Regions from separate parts of the Neogale vison genome. Here region 2 is linked to region 1. Evidence: chromatin contacts called from public Hi-C data. All regions are on one chromosome and are shown on one strand. The core of a region is the stretch at or near the end of the contact, and the rest is flanking DNA. Distances in the headings are between cores, read along the strand shown.

Evidence for each region. A called contact is a pair of places that touch in the nucleus more often than the background predicts.
Region 2: a Hi-C map of fibroblasts shows a contact between it and region 1, with 5 times the contacts expected there. The contact joins the enhancer-like site here to the promoter of TRABD2B in region 1. A contact is called at or near these places in 2 of 3 Hi-C or Micro-C datasets (fibroblasts and tongue).

Annotation. Positions count from the first base shown.
Region 1 is chr2:37,979,404-37,986,128 of ASM_NN_V1, forward strand. It overlaps TRABD2B (metalloprotease TIKI2), which reads right to left and starts at 2,807. Exons shown (of 7, transcript XM_044238186.1): 1 at 2,706-2,807; 2 at 124-684. The coding sequence starts at 2,807.
Region 2 is chr2:38,043,299-38,050,099 of ASM_NN_V1, forward strand. No RefSeq gene overlaps it. Among named protein-coding and RNA genes, the nearest start is that of SLC5A9, 56 kb to the right of the region's middle. Within about 2 kb of position 5,148, the one cell type or tissue checked has open chromatin away from gene starts, as enhancers often do. A contact at or near this core is called in fibroblasts, where this site is marked.

The DNA.
Region 1 (6,725 bases), core at 1,557-4,056:
GTGACGCCCCACCCGAAAGAGCCTCTCCCATAGGAAAGAGCCTCTCCCATAGGAAGGCGCCTGAAGGAGAAAGGCCATCGGAGAGAAGGACAGCAGGGCTGCCCGGTTCAGCCAAGCGCCTACCTGGGAGAAGTTGAGCCCATTAAGAGGGTGGCACTGCTCCTCCACCCGCTCCACGGCCCCGGTGCTCTTCTTCATCCTCTCGGCCTGCTGGGCCAGGTAGAGATCCAGCACGGGCACGCCGCGGGAGCGCACGTCCGTCTCCGTCAGCGAGTTGACCATGAGCATCACCCACACGGGTCTCTTGCGCTCCCAGTTGCCCGCGATGGCGTTGAACAGGTAGTCGGCATAGAGCCCCTTGCCCCGCTGCGCCGGCGTCATCCACGAGGGCATCATCAGCTTCACGTAGTCCAGGTGGCGCTTCAGGCGCCAGTAGAGCTCCCGCGGCAGCACGTCCTGCAGGTTCTCGCCGTGCGGGAGCAGCTGGCAGCTGGCCAGCGCCGAGATGGTATAGGGGTCGGTCAGGTCCAGCTCAAAGTAGACGCGAGCGCTGGCCTGAAAGGCTGCCTTGGAGTTGTCTGGGATGAAGTCCCACACGCGCGTGTAGGGCACGTGGATGGTGCCAAAAAGGTACGCCGGGGGGTCGCGCCGGATCGTCCACAGGAAGGAGTTCAGCTCCCTCTGCTGCAGTGGGAGAGAAGGCAGGCAGTGAGGCTGCAGGCAGTGCAGGAAACCTGGGGTAGCCCAGGGAGACGTGGGTAGGGGTGGGTGGGGAGGCAGAGGCCCACGAGGGCTCAGGGCAAGAGCAAGGACTTCGGAAGCAGAAAGACCCACATTCAAATGCCGCCTTTGCCCTGTCTTAGCTGCATGATCTTAAGCACAGTGTTCCTCTTCCCACAGACTCAGTTTCCCCATCTGTGAAATGGGGGTGAGAGCAGCACCTCAGGGGAAGGTGACAAGATAAAACACCCGTTAGTGAGCCCTAAGAGCAGCGCCAGGCACAGAGGAGGCACGCACCAAAGGAAGCTCTCGTTCCGATTAGCTTTCCCTGTGAGGGCCAAGGACCGCCGCAGCACCTGAGAACATTCGTGCCCGGCCAAGCCAAACCTTCCCCGGTGGTGTTGCGTGTGGAGGGTGGGGGAGAGGGGGACCAAGAGTCCTGCTCTGGCAAGAAGGGAGGAAGTCATATAACTTTTAAATCCAGCCATTAGAAGATACATGCCAAGAGCACTTTGAAAGCAGAACACCTATTAAAAATAGCACACCTATTTAAACAGCTACTTCCCATTCACCGGGGCGGATCCGGCGTTCTAGTCAGAGGGAAGGCCTGGAGTGTATGCTACTTGGCTCCACCACAGATGAGAAAGCACTTTAAAAGCTGCAGGCTAAATACTCGGACTTAGTCCCAAGAAATGTACATACCCTGGGGCTTCGGACTCCTCCCCTAAAACTCTATTCCTGGCCTCAACTCCAACTCTGTCATCTTCTAAGATCTGAAGCTCTGAGAAGTGTTTGTGGGGGGTGAGGAGGGGCATGGACACAGAGGTCCTTTCTCCAGATCTAGCACTGGACCAGGACTTAAAGCGCACGAGAAAGAGACTATCATTTCTCCCAGGCAAAGTCATTTTCCAACCAGAAAAGCCCCTGGATGGGCTACTGACCACCTGCAGCCCGAGGTCAACCTATAAAATGTTTCTGCCTGATTCCAGCACAAATGAAAACTGTGTGACAAGGTGGGTGGGAGATCATTACCTTATTTTACTAACAACTAAAAATCGTGAATCCTAGCATACAGGAGCTAGACTCGCCCCGAGCTCCCAGCTGGCCACCGACCTCCCAGTTCCTGCAAAAATCAGGACCCTGGAGGCGCACCTTGCCCAAGGTCAACTAACTCCCTGCTAACCCAGCGGTGAGCAAGGACCCTACAAAGCCTTTTCCTGTTCCCTGGCCTCCAAATAAGTGTTATTTTCAATGCATCAATTTACACCTGGAGGGAGGGAGACTGAGAGAAATCAGGGGATTCTGTAGTTGAGAAGGAAAATTTAGAAGAACCAGTAATTACTCAGCTCCCAAGGAGATATTAGGCCAGCATGCCCTGGCACTTCCTTTTCCTCTCCTCTGGAATCTTCCTCCTTTTAGTGAAATGGGGGCAGTTGGGAGACTGGGTGCTGGGCCCTGGACTGGAGAGGGAGAGAGATGGGAACCAGCACCAGAGAGAAAGTTTGCCTTAGGTTAGAGTGGGAGGAACGGGGGAAAGGGAAGCCTGTGAGAGGGACAGAGTGGAAATTGGAGAGGAAAGGTCTGATGGAAGTCAGAACAGAAAAGGACAAGGGATGGTAGAAACAGGGTCAGAAGTAGGCAGAGAGCAAGCAGAAGGGTAAAGACAGGATAAAGTAAGAAAGAAGCAAGTCAAAGGGGTAGAGGGAGGAAACGTCCAAGCAGGACCAGGAGCGAAAGTCGAGGAGAGCCCGAGAGCGTCAGCGTGTGGAGAAGGAGCTGGAGAGGGAGCGCCCCATCTCGGCTCCCGGCGCGGAGCTGGAGCCCGGGCGGCAGGAGCCGGGGAAAGGCGTCCGAGGCAGCGCCCGGCGAGCGGAGATGGAGCGGGTGGGCTGAGGTGGGTGCGGGGACAGGACCCCCCAGCCCTCGTCCCCACGGGTTGGAGTGGCTGGGCAGCCGGGAGAGTGGCTGGGCAGGCGCTCGCTCACCGATCCGGGCGGCCGGCACTGTCCTCCGTCCGGGGGCTGCGGGCGGGCGCGGGCGGTGGCGAGGAGGGCGGCGAGCAGCGGCCCCGCCAGGGCGGCGTGCATCCTGCCGGGGCCCGCGGGGCGCGGGGACCCTCCTGGGCGGCGCCCCCTCGGCGGGGCGGGGAGCCCCCAGCTGGGCACGGAGGTTCCTCCGGGACGCGGGGCTCCAGCGACGGGATGCTGGGAGCCCTCTGGGGCGGGGCTGGGTGTCCCTGCCGGACCTGGGGGTCCCTCTGGGGCGGGGCTCCGTCTGCTGGAAGAGGGGGACCCTCTGAGGCGGGGCCCCTCCCCAGGCGCGCAGCCCCGTTGGCTGAGTCCGGGGTTCTGAGAGCGCGCGGGTCCCAGAGCGCGCCGACGTCCCGGAGCTGCGTCGCGGTCCAGGGGCGCGCGGGGTCCCGGGGCGGTACCGGGCTCCCAGGGCGCGCGGGGTCCCGGGTTACGCGGGGAGCCTGGCGCGCAAGGGTCCCAGGGGTGCGCGGCGCTCCAGGGGGCGCGCGGTGGGACAAGTGCTGCGGCGGGCGCGGCGGGGCGGGGGCCGGGTCTGGGGCGCCCGGCTGCCCCAGAGCCGGGCTCAGAGGGGCGGCGGGCGGCCGCGCGGCCGCTGCCCGGGCTCCGCCATGCTGCTCCGCGGCCGGGAGGGAGGGAGGGAGGAGGGCGGGAGAGCGGCGCGGAGCCGGGCCGGGCGGGGGGCTGGGGCCGCCGGGGCGGGGGGAGGGGAGGACCCGGCGCGGGGGGCGGGGGGCCGGGGCCGCGCCGGGCCGCGCCGGGCCGGGCCGGGCCGCAGGGAGTCGGGGCGAGCTCCGCGCCCGGGCGCAGCGAGGCGGGGTCTGATGGGCATGGCAGGCGCTCGCTCGCTCTTCTCTCGCTCCCTCGCTCGCTCCCTCACACACGCGCGGAGGGAGGCGAAGCCCATAGCAGCCACTTCCCCACTTTCCAAACTTCCCAGCGCAACTTTTTCCTCTCCTCCCCTGCCCGTGCCTCCTCCTCCCCCACCGCTCCCCCTTCCCCTGGCCCGCTCCCCGCCAGCCGTAGCTTCCGTTCGTGGCCACCAGGGGGCGCCCGGGCCGAGGCTCCGCTCGGCCAACTTCAGTGGGCTTTTCCGTGGACAGGGTTGGGTGATGAATTCGGGGATGCGGACCAGCATCCCCTAAGCATTTGATGCGCAGGTCCTGGCGGGAGTTAACAGCGAAAGAAGCAGGAGTGAGCAGGCACTCCCAGACTGGGGGGGAAGGCAGCACTCAAAGGGAAACCAGGGAAACTGGTAATTACAACTTTGTATCACACTGCTCCTGGCTAACACTGGCATGTGCTTAGTAGGTGCTCTGCAAACTCTAGCTGAATTAAAACAAAACAACAAAGCAGTCTTCCTCACAACTCCTTGGCACCCTCCATTTAAACAGTCTTGTCTCATTAACTTCCTTGGACCTGCCCAGGATCCCTGTAAATGGCCAGGGAACTGGGAAGATTCATACTCCCAAACCTTACACCACAGGAATTGAGAGAGTTCTTAAAACCAACCTTCTCTTCCTGAGAAGTGAATGAAGCTTAGAGATAACCAAAGGGCAGGGCACAGGCTTCTGGGCCATTTTCAGCAAGTGGGGAAACTGAGTCACAGGCACCCTTGCTTAGTGCTATTAAATGAAACTTCACTAATTCCTCCTATGCTGACAAAAGAGACTGAAGTATGGGATTAGGTAGAATTGTCAGGAGCCCATAGCCTAGAGAGAAAGGCAGGGACAGTTATGCAAAGAGGCAGTTAAAATCAGGCAATGAGTGCCAGGACAGACAAAAGTACACTGCAGATTACAAACAGAGAGGAAGGTCTCCTAACACAGCTTGGAGGCTCAGTGAAGACTCCTGGGAGGGACCTTGGAACAGAAGGCCAGAGGCAGGACCTGAAGTTGTGTCTTCCGGCCATGCTGGGGACCAGAACACGGAAGGGAAGGACAGTGATACCAGAGACTTGCAGGTTGAACCAATGAGATTGTTGTTTTTATAGATCAGAAATAACTAATGTTGGCAATTTCATATGGTTCAAACAACTAGGTATCCAGACCCACCTCATTCTCAGCGAGCACACATCTGGCGACAGATGCAGAGCAGGCCAGAGTGCCTGGATGGTGTGAGAGAATAGTGTGGCTCCATGTGTCCCACACACAGAGCTCTGAGCACTGCAGCTGTGACAAAAGACAAGTCCTTTAAAGAATCCCTGCTCCCCGAGGCTCCAGAGCTCCCGCTGCTCTTAGTAAGGATGAGGTAAAACAGTTGAGAGGTGGGGGGAGGAGTTCATTCCACTGAGAGGGAGGGTGACATGGGGAGTTAGAAGACACAAGGCAGACAGAGGGTAACAAAGGACCTGATCAAGTTAAAAATGGACCCATATAATTAAAGCAATGAGGCCTGTGAATGTGTGTGTGATTTTTAAAATGTTCCTAGGCTTTTTCCCCTAAAATTATAAAAGTTTCATTGGCTAATTGTCATGAGTACCAGCTATGACTTCTTCCTTCATGGCCCTATCTTATGGCTGTGTGACCAGAGCCAGAAGAGTTAACCTCTCTGTTCCTCTCTTTCTCCATCCAGCTTCCTTATAAATATAAATATATATATATATATATATATATATATATATATTTTTTTTTTTTTTTTTGAGAGATAGAGAGAGGAGAGAGATTAAGCTGGGGAGGGGCGGAGAGATAGAACCTTAAGCAGGTTCCACACTCAGTGCAGAGTCTGATGCAGGACTCAATCTCATAGCTCTGAGATCATGACCTGAGCCGAAATCAAGAGATGGATGCTTAACTGACTGAGCCACCCAGGGGCCCCTCCTGCCCTATTTTTCTAAGTCAATCTGTGCACAATACTTTGGATCTCCACCAGCGTTGTTAGGGATATTGTTAATAAGATGCAAGAATGAACAGGTTTTTCCATTCCTAGCTGGAAAGAGAGTTGAAAACATTCATCCACACAAAATAGTAGTATTGTTGAAGATAACTAGACAGGACAAACAACACAAATGTCCATCTATAGATGAGTGGCCATACAAAATGTGATATATTCTCATGCTGGAATATTATTTGTCCAGAAAAAGAAATGAAGTACTGATACACACTTCTGTGCAGATCAGTTTTGAAAATGTTACACCGAATAAAGGAAACCAGTCACAAAAAGGCAAAAATGATATGATTTACTCGTATAAAAGGTCCAGAGGCAGAGAATAATAGAGGCAGCAAGTAGATTAGTAGGATTAGGAGGAACAGGGAACTTGAGGGACCTGGGGTGAAAAGTACTGGGTTGCTTTGGGGAATAATGAAAATCGTCGAGAATTAATTATGCTGAAGTTAGCACAACGCTGTGGACATACTACAAACCGTTGAATTATACACTTTAAATGAACGAATTGTACGGTATGTGAATTATATTTCCATAAAGCTGTTACCAAAAAACAAGGGACAAACAAGTTTGGGGCTCCAGGAAAGGGTGCTCCTCAAGAACAAGGGTCTTAGTGTTTTCTAACAATTTTTTCCTCCCACTTGGTGGAGTGAGATAAGTCCCAATGAGCAGTCCTAAAATCCTGGAGATCCACTGTTGCTTCTGCTAATGCCTCCCTGAGAAGCTTCAGAGAGTTCGGCTGGCCTCACTGAACCTCGGTTGCCCTGCCACTGGTATGAGCAGGCTCATGGAGAAAATAGCCCTTAAGAATCTTCTGTGTCCAACACTAGAGTTCAGAACTCCATGACCACTGCCTGCCCTGGGGCCTGTAGGCAGGATGGGAAAGGCACTGGGCTCAGGAAGCAGGCGCCAGACTCAGCCACCTGCCTCCTCTCCAGTGCACATCCGGTCCACTTTCCTTTTATTGCAGTTTAATGAAGTTGTTCAATCAGATGGGTACCAGGAATCTGTAGGCTGTAACAGCCCGGGCAGACACAGAAGCCTTGTAGCGTAACTAAACCAACAAAATCTGCCTCTTAAGCAGATCCAGGA
Region 2 (6,801 bases), core at 3,898-6,397, 66 kb after region 1:
ACCAGGCATCGGGGCTCTTCTTTTCCTTCCCCTGCAGGCAGGGCTGGGGTCACCTGCCTCCTCTCCCTGGGTCTGCCTGCCTCTCCTGAGACTGTAAATTTTGTGAGCCGAGAAAGTGCTTCGGTCCCGGTCCATCGGACCCTCTTGTCCCTGTTTTCTTTTTCTGTTTTCGTCTTAGAGCCCATTGGAACCAGTGCGGGGGTCAGCAGCAGCTTCCCACAGTGCTGCCTACCGGGTGCTCTCGAATGTTGGCATCCCTGACTGGGTACGGGCGCTTTGTACATCCGTCACCTGCCCAGCCTCTAGGGCCTCCTCCCCCAACATCATGAGAAGTCTCATTGTGACCAGAGGAGATCGCTAAATGGAACAGGGTCATCCCCTCCCTCACTGCTCCAGCCATGCGGGGCTGCCCTTGATTGACTGAAGATGCCCTCCTTTTTCTTGTCTTGGTGTTTTCTCCCTGGGGTACCCCTCAGCTCCCGTATTGCTTCTCTGATCCTTTGACTACAGACCCCTCTGCCAGTGGCTTCCCTGTACTGGCTTTCATGCTCTGCCGAGGGTCTAGTTGCCCTCCTGACTCCTACAGACAGAACTCCTGAGAGGAGTTACCCAAAGTCCCGCCCTGGGGCTCAGTGGCTGGCGCCATTTTCCTGACATCCCTGAGATGGAGTCTGTGTGAACCAAGGAAAGGGGCTCCCGTGACCTCACCAGGAAGGCTGGATCGCGAGACCTGGGCTGGGGGGCAGGCAGCCTGAAGCAGGGAACCATGGAGCCCCCAGCGGAAGCCATGGCTCCTTCTCTGTTTTGGTTTTGCTTTTGTGGGCTTTTCATTTCAGAAGTTAATCTAGTTAACGCCAACAATGTCATTTCGGCAAGCCAGCAATTTCCTTTTGCCCTTTATTTAATGAGCCCCGCCCCCCTCCAATTTCTATAATAAAGGCATGCAGGTGGGTAATTACAGAGGTGTGAAATAGTGCTGGGCCAGGGCCAGCTGAGCATTCTGGAGCATCCGTTGGGAAGGGTTCTGGGGAGCTACCCAGCTCCGCTATTCAGGTCCAGGTAGGGAAATTGAAGCTTAAGAGAAGGCAGGAACTTCTGTAAAGCTACATAGCGGGAGAAGGCGGGGCTAGAGCCAGAATCCAAGTTCTTAACCCCCAGCTGGGGTCCTTTTCACTATTCAGTGCCAATCCTTCCCCCTAATTCTGCAGAGCATGTCATAGGGGTTCCCACCTGTCGTTAATTCACCTGTCCTTCCAACTATCCACCTGCCCATCCATCCATCCATCCACCATGCAGTCTACAGATTCTTAGTGAGGGCCTACTACGCGCAAGGAATTGTGAATACAGCAGAGAACAAGACAGTCACAACTCCGTGCTCATAGATGTCGTCTCGGATTATAGTCTGATGGAGGGACACCATGCGAACAGATGATTTCAATATAGGATGGCAAGTGCTGTGTTTGTTGTAAGCCTTGGGCCCCTACTTCTCCTGTGGGACCATAGAGAACTTCTCAGACAAGGGAACAGGGCAGGAGAGAGTGCAAAAGGTGGTATGCTAGGACGTGTAAGTTTTTTAAAGAATCTGGGGGAATATTTACCCAAATATTAATAGTGTTCATCTCTGGAGAATGGGATTTTCAGGGTAGGGGACATATTTCTACTTTCTACTTTCCATCTTTGGTGTTATTTCAGTTAGACTGAGTGGAGATCAGCATTTTAATAAGAAGATATTTCTATTCCAAATATATGCGTATTTGGAAAAAAATAATAGCGGGTACTTAAGGAACATCAAGTGGCGGTCAGTGTGGCAAATGCAGGGTGTGGGAGGAGTGAGGGGAAACATGAGGCCATGAAAGCTGGCCGGAGTCAGCCTAAGAAGGCCCTAAAATGCTGGGCTAAGGAGTCTGGATTTAACCATAGGGACCCCGTGTAAGGAAGAACAGAGACCCCCTCCATGGAGCCTAGTAGCGCCTGGTACATACAGATGCTCAATTAACCCAGACCTTATGTTGAATGAATGGGAATGGCCAGAGAAGGCAGAATCATCTAAGGCTTGAAACGGAGGATGTGAAGCTTTGGAGCCTTGCCACTGTGTGCTGGTGGCCGTGGTGAGGCTGTGGGGAACCCGCTGTGGGAAGACGTGTACCTGCAGAATGGGTAAAGTGGTACGGGGAACCCTATAGGAAGTGAGGGAAGAATGCTGTGGTTTCTTCTCAGACCAGAGGAGCCTGGAATGGGTCCACAGTTATGAACTTGGGTATAAGCTGACAACCAAGGGGAGTCCTTTTTGTGTGTGTGTGTAGGAAAATTCTCTGGACGTAGGCTTTTCCAGACCATACAAAGGTCTCTGGTGTCCTCAGTGGCCACGAAACAATAAAAGCAGGCCACCATCTCTTCTGCCTCCCAGATGTGTCTGCTTTAATCTCTCTTCCCTTCAGCAAAGCTTCAACACTGCAGCAGGAGGAGCCTTCAAAAATGCAGTTCTGACCACACTGCCTCCTTACTTGAATCGTTCAGGATAAAGTTCAGGCCCTCTCGTTGGCTCAGGAGGCCTTTCTGATGGATTCCTCATGTATCTCTCCAACCTCACCTCCCACGATCTCTTCCTCAAAGCCTATTCTTTGGCCAACTCCATTGCTCTCAGTGACTAAGGGACTCCATGCCTCTCTGTCTCTCTTTGCCTGGGTCAGTTCTTTCCTTTTCCTTGGGATGATCCCATCCAATGCCCTCTTTCTACCCCCCACCATTTGCCTGATGAACATCTAGCCTCTTTTAAGTTTCCATTTTGGGGTTTTTTTTTTTCCTTCTGAAGCCTTTTTTGATCACATCCCACTATTGCGGATGCTTCACTGTTTGGGAAAGACCCAATCGTGCCCTCCCTGGGAACTGGGGGCCAAAATGCTCTATACTCTCCAATAGATTTACTAGTAAAGCACCATGGCAGCTCACTGGACTTAGAGTTTGCATATCTACCTCTCCATGCCACACTCTCCACCGCGCCCTTACCCTAGGCTATAAGCTCCCCTGCCACACTCTCCACCACCCCGCCTTTCCTAGGCTATAAGTGTCGGACTATTTTCTGCTATCCTTAGCACCTGACACAGAGGCTGAAACATCTTAGGGATATAATAAGTCCTGGCGAAACCAACGCATGAGTGAATGACAGAGCACCTTTGTAATGATTCCTCCTATAAAATAGAAAATCCTATCACACCCTTACCTTCCGTCACCTCAAAGTACCAGGAAACTCTAAACAGCCCTGCAAGAGACAGGCTCCTGCACTGGGAAGATGCCAGTGCATCTGAACATCTGTATGTACCAACCACTGCTGGCGAAAGGGTTGAATTTTCAACCTGATCCCTCTGCCCTTGGGCCATCCCGTGTCCTTCTCTGAGCCTCAGTTTCCCTATGTGCATGGTCCTAGTCCTACTTCCCTACGTGGTGACTTGCCATAGGTATGTAGTGAAGCCCAAAGATGAGACCAAAGCCACTTACTGTACAAACTTCAGGTAGTATTGAAGTGTTAGCTAGAAGACATGGTCCCCTGCCAAGCAGCCACGCCTAGGCGTGTTGGGGGGAGTGGGGGGAGGTGCTCTATGCTCCACTCCCACCACGGATGGGGACCTGCTCAGAGACCCTTTCTCTCCCGCACAGTCATGTTGTGGGGCTCAGAGAATGTTAATTATTAGGCCCAGCCCACCCGGAGAGCCCCAGATGAAAGCAAGCTCCAAGTGCAAAGTCTAAATCGATGCCTTGTGCCTGGCGTCGGAGCCTCGGCTGGCTCTGCCTGGAGACGGATCATTAATCCAGACACTCCGACCTGGAACACTGGTCCCAGGAAGTCCTGAAACATTCCTGACCACCCACGGCTCAGCTCGGCAGCCCCACGAGGCAGCCGGCCTGCCTCTGGGTCACAGCATTTTCTAGTCTCAAGGCTGGGTAACACGGAGAGCAGCTAGTCCAGACCCCCCACCTGGGGCAGAAAACCAAGGTCGGTGTAGACGCTCACCACTGACAGAGTGTCCGGAGATGTGCGTTGTGATGAACAGCCCTGGACCCAGAGGGGACAGGTCTGTGTGACACTGGGCCTTGCTTTCCTCTTCTGTGAAAGTGGAATGAGGCCAGCTAACTCACAGGACTGATGTTAGGAATAAATCAGTTTGCTTGGAAGTTTTGTTTTGAGATTTATAGAGATGATAATCACATGTAAGCGGCCATTATCATTGTTGATGACGTTAGGAGCTCCTGTACCTGGGATGGATTCTTTGTCCCCAGAGTCATCTTCAATGACAACAGTTTGCTTCTCTGCTTGAAAACTGTTATATCCCTGGGGCCTGAAATACAAAGTCAGGACCTCCTTTCCTTGCACCTGAGGCTCTTCAAGTGGTACAACTGTCCCCTCCTTAGCTTCCTGTCCTGCTTCTCTCCACCCACCAACTGACTCCCACACACAGAAAACTGACCTTCGACACCCCCTTGGCTTGGCACATCTGAGCTCTTCACTCCTTTACTCTTGAGTTTCCCATCCAGGGAAACTGACGTACGCAGGAGGCCTTAAGATGTAATCAAGCGTCTCAGAGAAGTCACAGGAATCCCTGAGTTGAGACAGCGTTTAAAAAACCCTGGGGGCTCTTGAACCTTTGTCCTGCATCTATATCCATGATCTTATCACCTCAAGTAGATCTTTGAAGGGAGTAGCTGTAGACTCTGAAATAGAGAAGGACCCATGAGGTCAGGTTGTCCACAAGGTAGAGGGGAGCTGAGGAGGTTGAAACTTCTCGAAGCAATGAGCCCATGATGAACACGGACAATGACAGATTTGCACAGCGAGGGAGGGTTGCAGACAGAGCTACTGAAGTTTATGGGAAGGAAGAAACATGAGGGTCCATTTGCGGAAAAGAAGAGTCTGTGAACCACCCTCCCCACTGCCTTATAGTGAGCTCTTCACTTAAAGAACAGGACCTGGGGGCACATCTCTGTCCTCATCAAGCTTTGCAAATATTGGATGCATGATAAACACCGCTTGAACTCAATTTCCCCTCTTCCATTTTACTCTTTTATTTTAAGCTCAGATCTTCCTCCTCCAGATGGAGTTCTCCCACATGGTTGCAGAAACTGGATCAGTGGAAAGAGAAATTCTTGGATGTTGGAATTTCAGGAACGTTTCCAGGATGCCAAGAAAAATAGCTCTGTGATGAGCCAATGGCATCGTGATGGCAGATCTGGAAAATAGATCTGATTCTTCCTGAGTCGCAATCTTGTGGGATCCCAGAGACATTAGAGTCATCTGGTTTACTCCATGATGTTACAGATGGAGAAGCTGAGGCCCAGGGAGGGTATGAACTAGTTGGTGGCAGAGAAAGGACTGAAAGCAAGTCCTTAGGGTATAGGCATTAACCTCACTTGGATCCAATGCCAGACCCCTGCCGCCAGGCCCTGCTAAGAGCTGTCTGACATGTGTAGCTTTGCCTTATCAGCAGAAAGAAAGACGACAGTGGGCAGTCTTCACTGGCCAAGCATCCATCAGGACCCACATAAATATTTTCCCAGTGTCTGCATGACCAGCCTCTAGCTGGCTATGTTCCAGGGCACAGTAAATAATTTGGACGACTGGTTACTTCCGGACAACTTTCTTGGGTGTGTTTTCTCCAGCTATGTTTTTGGAGGGGATGCTGGGGGGACCTTGATGAGAGCAGCAGACCAGGCCCTTACTGGGTTCTCTGACGGCATTTCTGGTCAGGAAGGAAGTACCTGTGGTGTCTCGATGTCCGTGCACTTGGGGGAGAAGGCTATTTTCACTCTCAAGTGGGGCCAGGGATTAGTTTCAGGGATTAGGGTGGAGTGAGGTTAGACTCAGAACAGAAAGTCAGGAGAAATCAGCTCCAGTGTAGTAAATTGGATCAGCTTGAGCAAAGGCACGTTGGGGTCTTGGCAACCAACCTGGTGAGGAAGGCAAAGATAGTGTTGGAGTTGGCATAGCCCCAAGCCATCAGAGTGACCAGTTTGGGAACTCCCAGTTCAGGAGGGGGTGGGGTGTTCAGGTTCTGGCTGCTCTGATCTTCACCCAGGGCCTCCACAGGGGCTGGCAGTGGGAATCTCAGGAAAGTTTGGCAGTGTGGAAGTCAGATTCTGGTGTCCTGACTTCAGTCAGCAATTTGAGGAAATGGGAATAGAGGTAAGGGAAGGAAATATCTAGAAAGAGTGACAGAGCCAGAGAGTCTTATGACAGATAAATCGGACACCAGGCTTAGGAAAACAAGGCGAGTTCTCTATTTCACTCTTCGGTGACCTCCCCATTCTGAGCCATAGTTGTGTCATTGTCAGCATGGACAAAAAAAAGCCCACTTCATGGGGCTGTTGGGAGGTTTTAATGAGATGCTTGTATGAACTCCCAGGTTCCTGCCAGTTTCCAGGTTCAAGGGAAAGTGTCTCATGATGAAAACCATCCAAAGAATGAAAACCTACCCTCCACATCCTAACGGGTGCAAAGGCCACTGATTCCAGGCCACAAGCCTCCTGTCTGTTCTCTCCTTTCTTCGCCTCTCCCTAAAGCAGGCCTCATCCCCCTCACATGGACAGGTACACCTGCCTCCTTACCCATCCCTCCCCTCCATACTCTGCCTGGTCTATGTTTCTGCTCAGTCCCCCAGGTTCTTCCCTACAGCCCCTCGATTAAATTACATTTGCATTTTCACACATCTTCAGTGGGGAAGACCCTTGCGCTCAGAGTTAGCAGATGTGTATTCTGGTACTTGTTTTGCTGCTGGCTGACCTTCTACACACTGCTTCCTTTCTCTGGGC